3 separate regions of the Sus scrofa genome follow, and regions 1 and 2 are each linked to region 3. The links are chromatin contacts, called in public Hi-C and HiChIP or PLAC-seq maps. All regions are on one chromosome and are shown on one strand. The core of a region is the stretch at or near the end of the contact, and the rest is flanking DNA. Distances in the headings are between cores, read along the strand shown. Region 1 has its middle 130 kb from the start of FYN. Region 2 has its middle 160 kb from the start of FYN. Region 3 overlaps FYN (FYN proto-oncogene, Src family tyrosine kinase).

Evidence for each region. A called contact is a pair of places that touch in the nucleus more often than the background predicts. HiChIP or PLAC-seq counts read pairs in DNA pulled down with a chosen protein or histone mark.
Region 1: an H3K27ac HiChIP or PLAC-seq map of alveolar macrophages shows a contact between it and region 3. The contact joins two enhancer-like sites.
Region 2: a contact with region 3 is called in a Hi-C map of blood, with 2.0 times the contacts expected there. The contact joins two enhancer-like sites. A contact is called at or near these places in 3 of 5 promoter capture datasets (fetal skeletal muscle and liver), 12 of 47 Hi-C or Micro-C datasets (alveolar macrophages, blood, brain and 7 more) and 2 of 2 datasets of contacts at active chromatin or transcription factors (alveolar macrophages and skeletal muscle).

What each region holds. Positions count from the first base shown.
Region 1 is chr1:77,767,945-77,770,679 of Sscrofa11.1, reverse strand. It overlaps a transcript of FYN not described here. Among named protein-coding and RNA genes, the nearest start is that of FYN, 130 kb to the right of the region's middle. Within about 2 kb of position 1,474, at least 9 of the 83 cell types and tissues checked have an H3K27ac peak or open chromatin away from gene starts, as enhancers often do. A contact at or near this core is called in alveolar macrophages, where this site is marked.
Region 2 is chr1:77,795,940-77,798,854 of Sscrofa11.1, reverse strand. It overlaps a transcript of FYN not described here. Among named protein-coding and RNA genes, the nearest start is that of FYN, 160 kb to the right of the region's middle. Within about 2 kb of position 1,609, at least 5 of the 83 cell types and tissues checked have an H3K27ac peak or open chromatin away from gene starts, as enhancers often do.
Region 3 is chr1:77,630,248-77,633,302 of Sscrofa11.1, reverse strand. It overlaps FYN (FYN proto-oncogene, Src family tyrosine kinase), which reads left to right. Exons shown (of 11, transcript NM_001080206.2): 3 at 2,992-3,055. Among named protein-coding and RNA genes, the nearest start is that of FYN, 11 kb to the left of the region's middle. Within about 2 kb of position 1,517, at least 18 of the 83 cell types and tissues checked have an H3K27ac peak or open chromatin away from gene starts, as enhancers often do. A contact at or near this core is called in alveolar macrophages, where this site is marked.

The DNA of each region.
Region 1 (2,735 bases), core at 225-2,724, 140 kb before region 3:
ATTCAGCCACTCCATCGCACCTGCAGCTTGCATGGAGCTCATATTCAGTGTCTTTAAATACGAATTTCTTTAAACCCATCCCCTTTGCCCCTGCTGGAGAAGAGCTGGGTTTCTGTCAATAACAGGATGAGATCAGCTTGGGATCCAGGATATAGTCCAGACAGGAATCCTGAGAACAGAGAGATCCGTGGCCTGGGGCGTGCTCATGGAGATGTATGAGCGGCAGGCTGTTAACAGGAGGCATTGGGGATGCTGGGTAAGGCATAGCACTGGGGAAATCCTTCCAGAGCTGGCCGTCTAGATGGACAGGTGTTTGGCAGCAGAATTGTCCGGCAGAGCAGGTCAATGGGCCAGATGCGTGCAAGAAGCACTAGTGTACTGGGTTGTCAGGAAGCTGTAGAAGAGCTGCATCCAGAAGAACGAGTTATAGGATCAACCGCCAAAACTGCTGAGAAGGGGGAGCAGGAGCCTGAGCCTGAAAGGTAAAAGGAGCTCCCAGGTCTGAAGTCAGGAGTTGGGACACTGGTGAGAGTCTCCGTGTCAGTGGCCTGGAGCCTAGGGTCAGGGTCTCTGGCAGGACTTGCGAACAGAGTAAATTGTCCCAGCTGAATGGGTGGGAGGGTATGGGGCTGGGTCTGACATGTTCCTATATTTATGCATTAGATGTTTTACAGTCAAAAGCAGGATTTTATGGGTGGCTGAAATAGCTCAGTTGGGAGAGCATTAGCCTGAAGAAAATCAGGATTTTATCTGTTTACTATGGGGAGATTTTTGTTGTTTTGGTCAGCCCTAGTAACCGTTCCAGCCTTAAAAATCTGTGTTCTTTCTTCTAATTAATTAGCGATCCTCTTTCAGCTGTGAATTATTTGTGATCTCCATAAGCACATCTGATGAAAATCTCCTTAACCAAGGGTAATGTGCCTCCCAAGCCCTACTGTACAAGCACCTCCCTCCAAGTCCGTGTCACCCCCCTGTGATGTTTGTACCCTCAGAAGTGGCCATCCCATCACCCCCGAGTCCACCAAACCCAACTGTCACTTGGCCCAGGGTCCCCCATCTTGCTCAGCTATGTTTTGAGTGGCTGTCTGAATCTCTGCTGACATCAGGGTGCTGTATCTGCAGTCTTCCCCTTGACAGTCCCATGAAAGTGCCCGAGATGAGGCAGCACCACACAAAGGCGTGTTGGGAGGGGACTTGGTTAAACACTGCATCGAGGGCAGAGGTACCATGGTGTTCTCACTGATGCCGGTGGCTTTCCATCCTGAGCCCCACTTTCCATAGCACACCCAGGGGCATTAGCCCGTGGGTGATTTTGAAGGAGGAGCTAGAACCCCATTCAGATGTGAAAGGGTTCACTTCCACCAAAGACCCAGCCTCCTCTTCGGGTTACGTGTGGTTTGTGGAGAGCAGCCCCCACAGCCAGGGGAACGTGGCAGCTTCTCGGAAGACGTAGGGGTGTTCGTGAAGTTGTGAAATGGGCCACGGCTGAACCCAGAGTGTAAAGGGAAGGAGAGGAAGTAGATCACTGCCGTTCGCAGAAGAAGAGATGAAACAGGGTGTCCATTTGCATAGTCCTTCCCGTAAAAGGACCCTGTGAAAGCGAGATGGCTCCAAGGTCGAGCACAAGGCCGAGTGAAGCAGTGGAAAGAGTGTGGGCCCCGGGGCTTGAGACATCCTGACTGTGCCACTAGAGAGCTGTGTGATGCTGACTGTGGGGGAGGCAGATAGTCATCACGTGCTGCGTTCAGGGTGCTGTGAAATCGATACAGATGCGAGAACATCTCGAATGGGAGTCTGATGAAGAGTGAAACTAGGGGGCATTGGAATAATTTACCAACGTCTGTTCATTGTCCCCCTTTCTCTGGGCCATGACTTCTAAGCATGGTGTGAATTCACAGCCAGGGTGGGAGAAGAGGCCGGGAAGGTGCCTTTCTGCCATCTTAATTTATCTTCCACTCTCCATCAAGATTGAGTGCTACAGTAATTTAAAACCAATGAATAAACTTTTTTGTGGAGGGATTTGTGTCATTATACATTTATCCAAACCCTTAGAATGTACAACACCAAGAGTGACTCCTAACGTAAACTGGTGACTCTGGGTGATCCATGATATGTGCATGTAGGTTCATTACATGTAACAAATGGCACACCTCCACCATCATAGTATCACACAGTATTTTCACTGCCCTACAGATCCTCTGTGCTCTGTCTGTTCATCCTTCCCTCATCCGAACCTCTCACAGCCAGTGATCTTTTTTTTTTGGTCTTTTTGCCATTTCTTGGGCCGCTCCTGCGGCATATGGAGGTCCCCAGGCTAGGGATCTAATTGGAGCTGGAGCTGCCCGCCTACGCCAGAGTCACAGCAACGCAGGATCCGAGCCGCATCTGCAACCCACACCACAGCTCATGGCAACGCCGAATCATTAACCCACTAAGCAAGGGCAGGGATCGAACCCACAACCTCATGGTTCCTAGTCATATTCGTTAACCACTGCGCCACGACGGGAACTCCCCAGTGATCTTTTTATTGTCTCTCAGTTTTGTCTTTTCCATAATGTCATGTAGTTGGAACCATCCAGCATGTAGCCTTCTCAGATTGGCTTCTTTCACTTACATATGCATTTAAGTTCCCTCCGTATCTTTTCATGGCTTGATACTCATTTCTTTTTAGCGCTGAATCATATTTTATTGTCTGGAGGTACCATGATTATTTACTTATTCACCTCCTGCAGAAC
Region 2 (2,915 bases), core at 360-2,859, 170 kb before region 3:
AAAAGACACAAGAGCACAACAGCACAACAGGCAGTGTTTGTCGGCCCCTCATTAGGAGGCGTCTCAGCTCCCCGTGAAAAGCTCTCTGTGAGTCCTCATTAATGGCTTTCCCTGCCTAGCCCTCACCTGGACGCCAGGTCTAATGTATCAGAGGGATGGAGGGCATTAAAAACGCCTTCAGTGGATGTAGACTCGCTGCCACAGTGAAGAGGGGGAAGGGCGGACCTGATGCCTCACTCAGTGTTATTTGAAATACCATCATGGTCTTTGGAAAGCAGTAGTGAGCTTTTTTCCTTCCTTCATTGGGTGTTGCCTGTGATTTCAGCGCGGTCCTGCCCACCTCCCCACCACCACCTCAAACATGGGAGATCATACACTACTAACAAAACTGCGCTTGCCCCTTGGCCAGCGTCTAATGAATGTAACCACTTCATGTGTTTATCCACTTTGTTCATGTTCAGTCACTTTTGTACTTGTCAGGGTCAGCGTTGTCCATTTTCAGTGGCCAGCTTCTAGAAGACGGAAAGCACTGCTGTTTAATTTGCTTTGTGCCCTGTAATTCTACACTGAACTGTGCATGTATTAAATGCTTGTTGATTATGATTCCAGGCTTCCAAGTTGGAGGTCTTCCAAGTGTTTTCAGTACTTGTAGAATGAGATGCACCTTGAGTAAATTCTCTTCTTGTAGATAATACATCAGGTCCTCTGCTTTGGTAGATCCTCAGAGTCATGGGTTAAAATCCAGACTTTGGTTTTGCACATAATGTTGCACCTTACGTTTCACCCCTTGGATAGAAATGCAGTGATCCAGTTTCTAATTCTGTCAACAAGTTAGGGCCCAAAGCACAGATAATATGCCATACCATACCCTTCTTTTTGTATAAGTGTGGTTGATCGTGTAATTCCCAGTGTCTTATGGTTATTATTCAGCAGATTCTTGATTGCAAACTGGTGAGAGTTAGAGGTTTTCGCCAAGGGGCCGAAAATTGCCCAGTGAGGGCTGATGAGACGTGGCTGGGAAGAACCTTTAAGGACTGCAGTGTCATGAGCAGAACCACATGCCTCTGTGGAGCCACTAGCTCCTGGGAAGTTCTGATTAGTATAAACGTAAGTGTAATACAAGGAGAGCTGGTGTTCAGAAAACATTCTCTGATTGTACTGCAGCCCAACTGTGCCATGTCCGGAGTAGGAAGGTGTTCAGACCCCCAGTCTGGGGTCCCTAGGCGAGCCCCAGTGCCTCCACTTTTCTCACATCCCTAGCTTGTGACAGAGGTTATGTTTCCAGGGCATGAAACACCCCAGCCTCCACCTCCACAATCACTACTCATGTACTTGCAATGCAGAAGTGTCACTGTGGAAGGAGTCTTGCTTGTGCTCCCCACTGGGACCCTTAGCTGGGCTCTTGGTGCCACCCAGATAAGCTCGAACATGCAGAAATGATCCGCAAAGGAGAGTGATGTTGGCGAGGCTGGGGAGAGGGGACGATGGACAGAAGGGGGTCATCAAAGGTTTAGTGGGGCAGGATCACGTTGCATATAGAAGGGGCCTTTGCCTTGGTTTCCTGTGGCTGTGTAACAGTGGCTGTGTACTGGGGGCTTCAAACAACAAAGCACTTCCTCTCCCTGTTCTGGAAGCCACAGGTCTTGAAATCAAGACTTCAATAGGGTTGATTGCTTCTGGAGGTTCTGAGTAAGACTCTGTTCATGCCTCTTTTTGTTTTGCTTTTTAGGGCTGCACCTGTGGCATATGGAGGTTCTCACCAGGCTAGGGGTCAAATCAGAGCTGCAGTTGCTGGCCTGCGCCACAGCCACAGCAACCCTGGGTCCGAGCCACGTCTATGACCTACACCCAGCTCATGGCAACGCCAGATCCTTAACCCACTAAGCAAGGCCAGGGATCAAACCCGCATCCTCATGAATACTAGTCGGGCTCATAACCCGCTGAGCCGCAACAGGAATTCCTGCGCATGCCTCTTTCTGGTGGCTGCCAGCAGCTCTTGGCTTTCCTTGGCTTGTGGACCCATCAGTACAATTTCGGCTTTCATCTTCACGCTGAGTTCTCCTCTGTGTGTCATGGCCTTTTCTCTTACAAGGACACTTGTCCCTGGATTTAGGTTCTACCCTAATCCAAGATGATCTCAGTTCGAGATCCTTAACTTAATTACATCTGCAAAGACCCTTTTTTCCACATAAGGTCACATTCACAGGTTTCTGACAGACATATATTGGAGTGGCAGCACAATGCAACCTACTGCAGCCCTCAAAGGGATGCAAATGAGAAGTAATTTGGAGGGAGAGAGCAGATGAGAAAGGTATTTGAAAGTTGGAATGCCTACTAATGTGATTTTTGACTGTCGCTGCAAGATAGGTGAAGATAACAGTGAAATTTCTATGTGAAAATAAATTCTGAGGCATGGGCTATCCTGCAACTTTTCAGTAGAATTGGAAGCTGAACCATCATCTGAGGTTGCAAGATTTGGAGATGGGAGGGAGCCTTGGAGGATACAGAAAATGTCCAACCAGCCAGGAAAATATAGGATACTATGTTAATAGATGGATTGAAAATTGCTACAGAGAAATAGGCCCCTTTGAAATTTCCAAGTATTTTGAATGGCTTAGCCCAGTTTTGTGGCTTTGCTTGGTAGTGCTCATCACTTTGCAATGGAAAATCGGACCTTGTGGTGACCTAGAGTTGAGAATTGGTTTGGAGAGTCAAATGCGGAGGATATTCTCAGAGACTAACGAAAACAGCAGTTGAATCAGCTGAAAGCAGGGTTCAGGCTGGATAGGGGATTGAGCTGGAATTGGGATGATGGATAAGACGGGGAAGGATTTTGGGTCTGTGATGGGTGAACACAGCAGAAATGGAGAAGGAGAGGCAAAGGCAGGAAGGCCCTGAAGAAATCCAGCCAGTGG
Region 3 (3,055 bases), core at 268-2,767:
TGACCTAAATTTAAGCTTATTAATAAAGGACTTTCTGGGAGAAATTATCTCCCTTTTTTGATTATCTGTTTAAATTCATTTAATAGATTAGAAAAAGACTGAGAAACTAATTAAAACATACCTTGTTTAAAACCTTTGCCAGCAGATGCAACCTGAGATTATCACACAAAGTGAAGTAAGTCAGAAAGACAAATACCATATGATATCACTTACATGTGGAATCTAAAATATGGCACAAATGAACCTGTCTACGAAACAGAAACAGACTCACAGACATAAAAAACAGACTTGTGGTTGCCAAGCAGAGAGGGGATGGAATTGTATGGATGGGGTGTTTGGGGTTGGTAGATGCAAACTGTTACATTTAGAATGGATAAGCAATGAGGTCTCACTGTATAGCACAGGGAACTATATCCAATCTCCTGGATTAGACCATGAGAGAAAAGAACATTTTAAAAAGAAGGATATTTGCAGCAACATGGATGGAACTAGAGACTGTCATACTGAGTGAAGTAAGTCAGAAAGAGAAAGACAAATACCATAGGATATCACTTATATCTGGAATCTAATATATGGCACAAATGAATCTTTCCACAGAAAAGGAAATCATGGACTTGGAGAATAGACCTGTGGTTGCTGAGGGGGAGGGGAAGGGATGGATTGGGAACTTGGGGTTAATAGATGCAAACTAATGGATTAGCAATGAGATCCTGCTGTGTAGCACTGGGACCTATGTCTAGTCACTTATGATGGAGCATGATAATGTGAGAAAATAGAATGTGTGCAAGTATGTGTAACTGGGTCACCATGCCGTACAGGAGAAAAAAAATTGTGTTGAGGAAATAACAATTTTTTTTAAAATGTTTAAAAAGGATATCTGTATCTGCCTGAGTCACTTTGCTGTACAGCAGAAATTGGCACAACATCATAAGTCAACTATAGTTTTAAAAAACAAAAACAAGAAATAAAACCTCTCCAGCACCCTGTTTTCTTATAGGGTATTCTGTTATTCATGCCACCAACGCTCACCCACAGCTGCACATGTACACTTGTCACTGTTTGTCTGCCGCTGTATGGAATCCTATCTGGGATCATTGTGCATCCTTCCCTCCCTCGGAGCCAGTCTTTAAAGGCTGGGCCCCTGGCATAAGGCTGGTGTTTATACAGAGGCTGGTTATCCTCTACCTAATTGCATCTGTCTGGGGGAGATCTTGACCAGGGCCGAAAGCCAGCATTTCTCTTCCCCTGTCTGAGGGCTTAGACTAACAGCTCAGCCAAAAAAAAAAAAGTGATAAAAAAAAAAAAATGCAGCTTGGGATTTCACTTGCTCCCACCAAGGACCAAAAAAGGAAGGAGAGAAGGCTTCTGGTGATGAGACATCTGAGAGGCCTCCGTCTGCTCAGGGGCAGTTGCATCCTCTCTGCCCCTCGTGCTCCTGACCTCAGGCTAGGGGAGGGTTTGTGGACACAGTCAGTGTCAAAGCTACCCCAGGAAGTCGGCTAAGCTCTGTTGATGGGGAGAGGCACGCACTGCACCCTGCTCCCCGTCACGTGCAGCTGAGGGAGTCTAAGCCTGTGAACTCTGAGCATTTAATCTAGTCACTGGTTTTATGCTGAGGGTGGTGTTGCAAGCACCCTCTTTCACATTCACATCCTTCTGCCCACAGTGCCGTGAGCCTCACAGATGAGACCATCCTGTGGCTGGAACACTGGGCTCCAGGGGGCGGTGTGACTAACACTCTCATCCCCCTACCCATCCCTGCACACACCTCTGCACCTCCCCCCCCTTCCTGTCATACCCCCGGATTCAGGGCAGGGCTGACAGTGCTCCATGAAGTAACCTCAGGCTGCAAATGTCCAGGAGAGGCCCAGCCTCTCGTAGGCTTTATTCTTCTACCCATTTTCTTGAGAGCAAACAAGGCAGGTACTCAGAGCACCTCCATCCTTTATTAGGCCTCCTAAAAGGCTTCCTTTCTCAGATGATCTACAGCTATAGACAGTCTGTCTGTCTGTCTATGTCTCTGTCTCTGTCTCTCTCCCTCTCCTTCTCCCCCCCCCTTTTCTTTGCTTCATCTTTTGAATAATTTAATGATGGACCGAATAACATTAAAGCCAGCAGCTTGTCTCTGCTGGATCTCTCCAGCAGCACCTGGATGCTGTTTGCCTCGGGGCAGGGCAGAGGAATGAAATGGTAGCAGAATTGGTGCATGTTCTATTTTTTTTCCAGCTTTATTGATATATAATTGGCAATGTCCCATTGTAGAGGTTTTAAGGTGTACCATGTGATGGGTTGATGTGTGTATATATTGTGAAATGTTTACTGCAGTAAGGTTGGGTAACACATCCTTCATCTCCTATAATTAGCATTTTTTCACTGTTTTTCGTCAGTAGGCTGGGGCTCAGTTCCCTTTCCCTTTGCCCAAGTTGGTGACACTTACCAAGCAAAAATACCCTCTTCCCCACCAGAGCCCCCCTCATGACCAGGGTCCTACATTTTTAATTTCTAAATAAGGCAACAGAGGAGAGACAAAGCTGGATTCCCCTCTCAGCTGACTCAGATTGTACCCATTTGACCCTTGAAGTGGAGTTCCCGTCATAGCTCAGCAGTTAGCGAACCCGACTAGCATCCATGAGGATGTGAGTTCAATCCCTGGCCCTCCTCAGTAGGTTAAGAATCCGTCATTGCCGTGAGCTGTGGTGTAGGTTGCAGACACGGCTTGGTTCTGCTGTTGCTATAGCTGTGGTGTAGACCGGCAGCTGCAGCTCTGATTCCACCTCTAGCTTGGGAACCTCCATGTGCTGCAGGGGCGTCCCTAAAAAGAAAAAGAAGAAGAAGAAAAAAAGACCCTCGCAGAGGACTGTGTTAGAGTTGGCGAAACCAGATAGCAGGATAACTAGGAGGTGGTCATATATGCTCACAACGTGGAGTCTGTGACCACAGGACATTGAAATGGTCCACGAATTCACTTCCTTTTCTCTTTTCTCTCTGCAGGGAAGGAGACTGGTGGGAGGCCCGCTCCTTGACAACAGGAGAGACGGGTTACATTCCCAGCAAT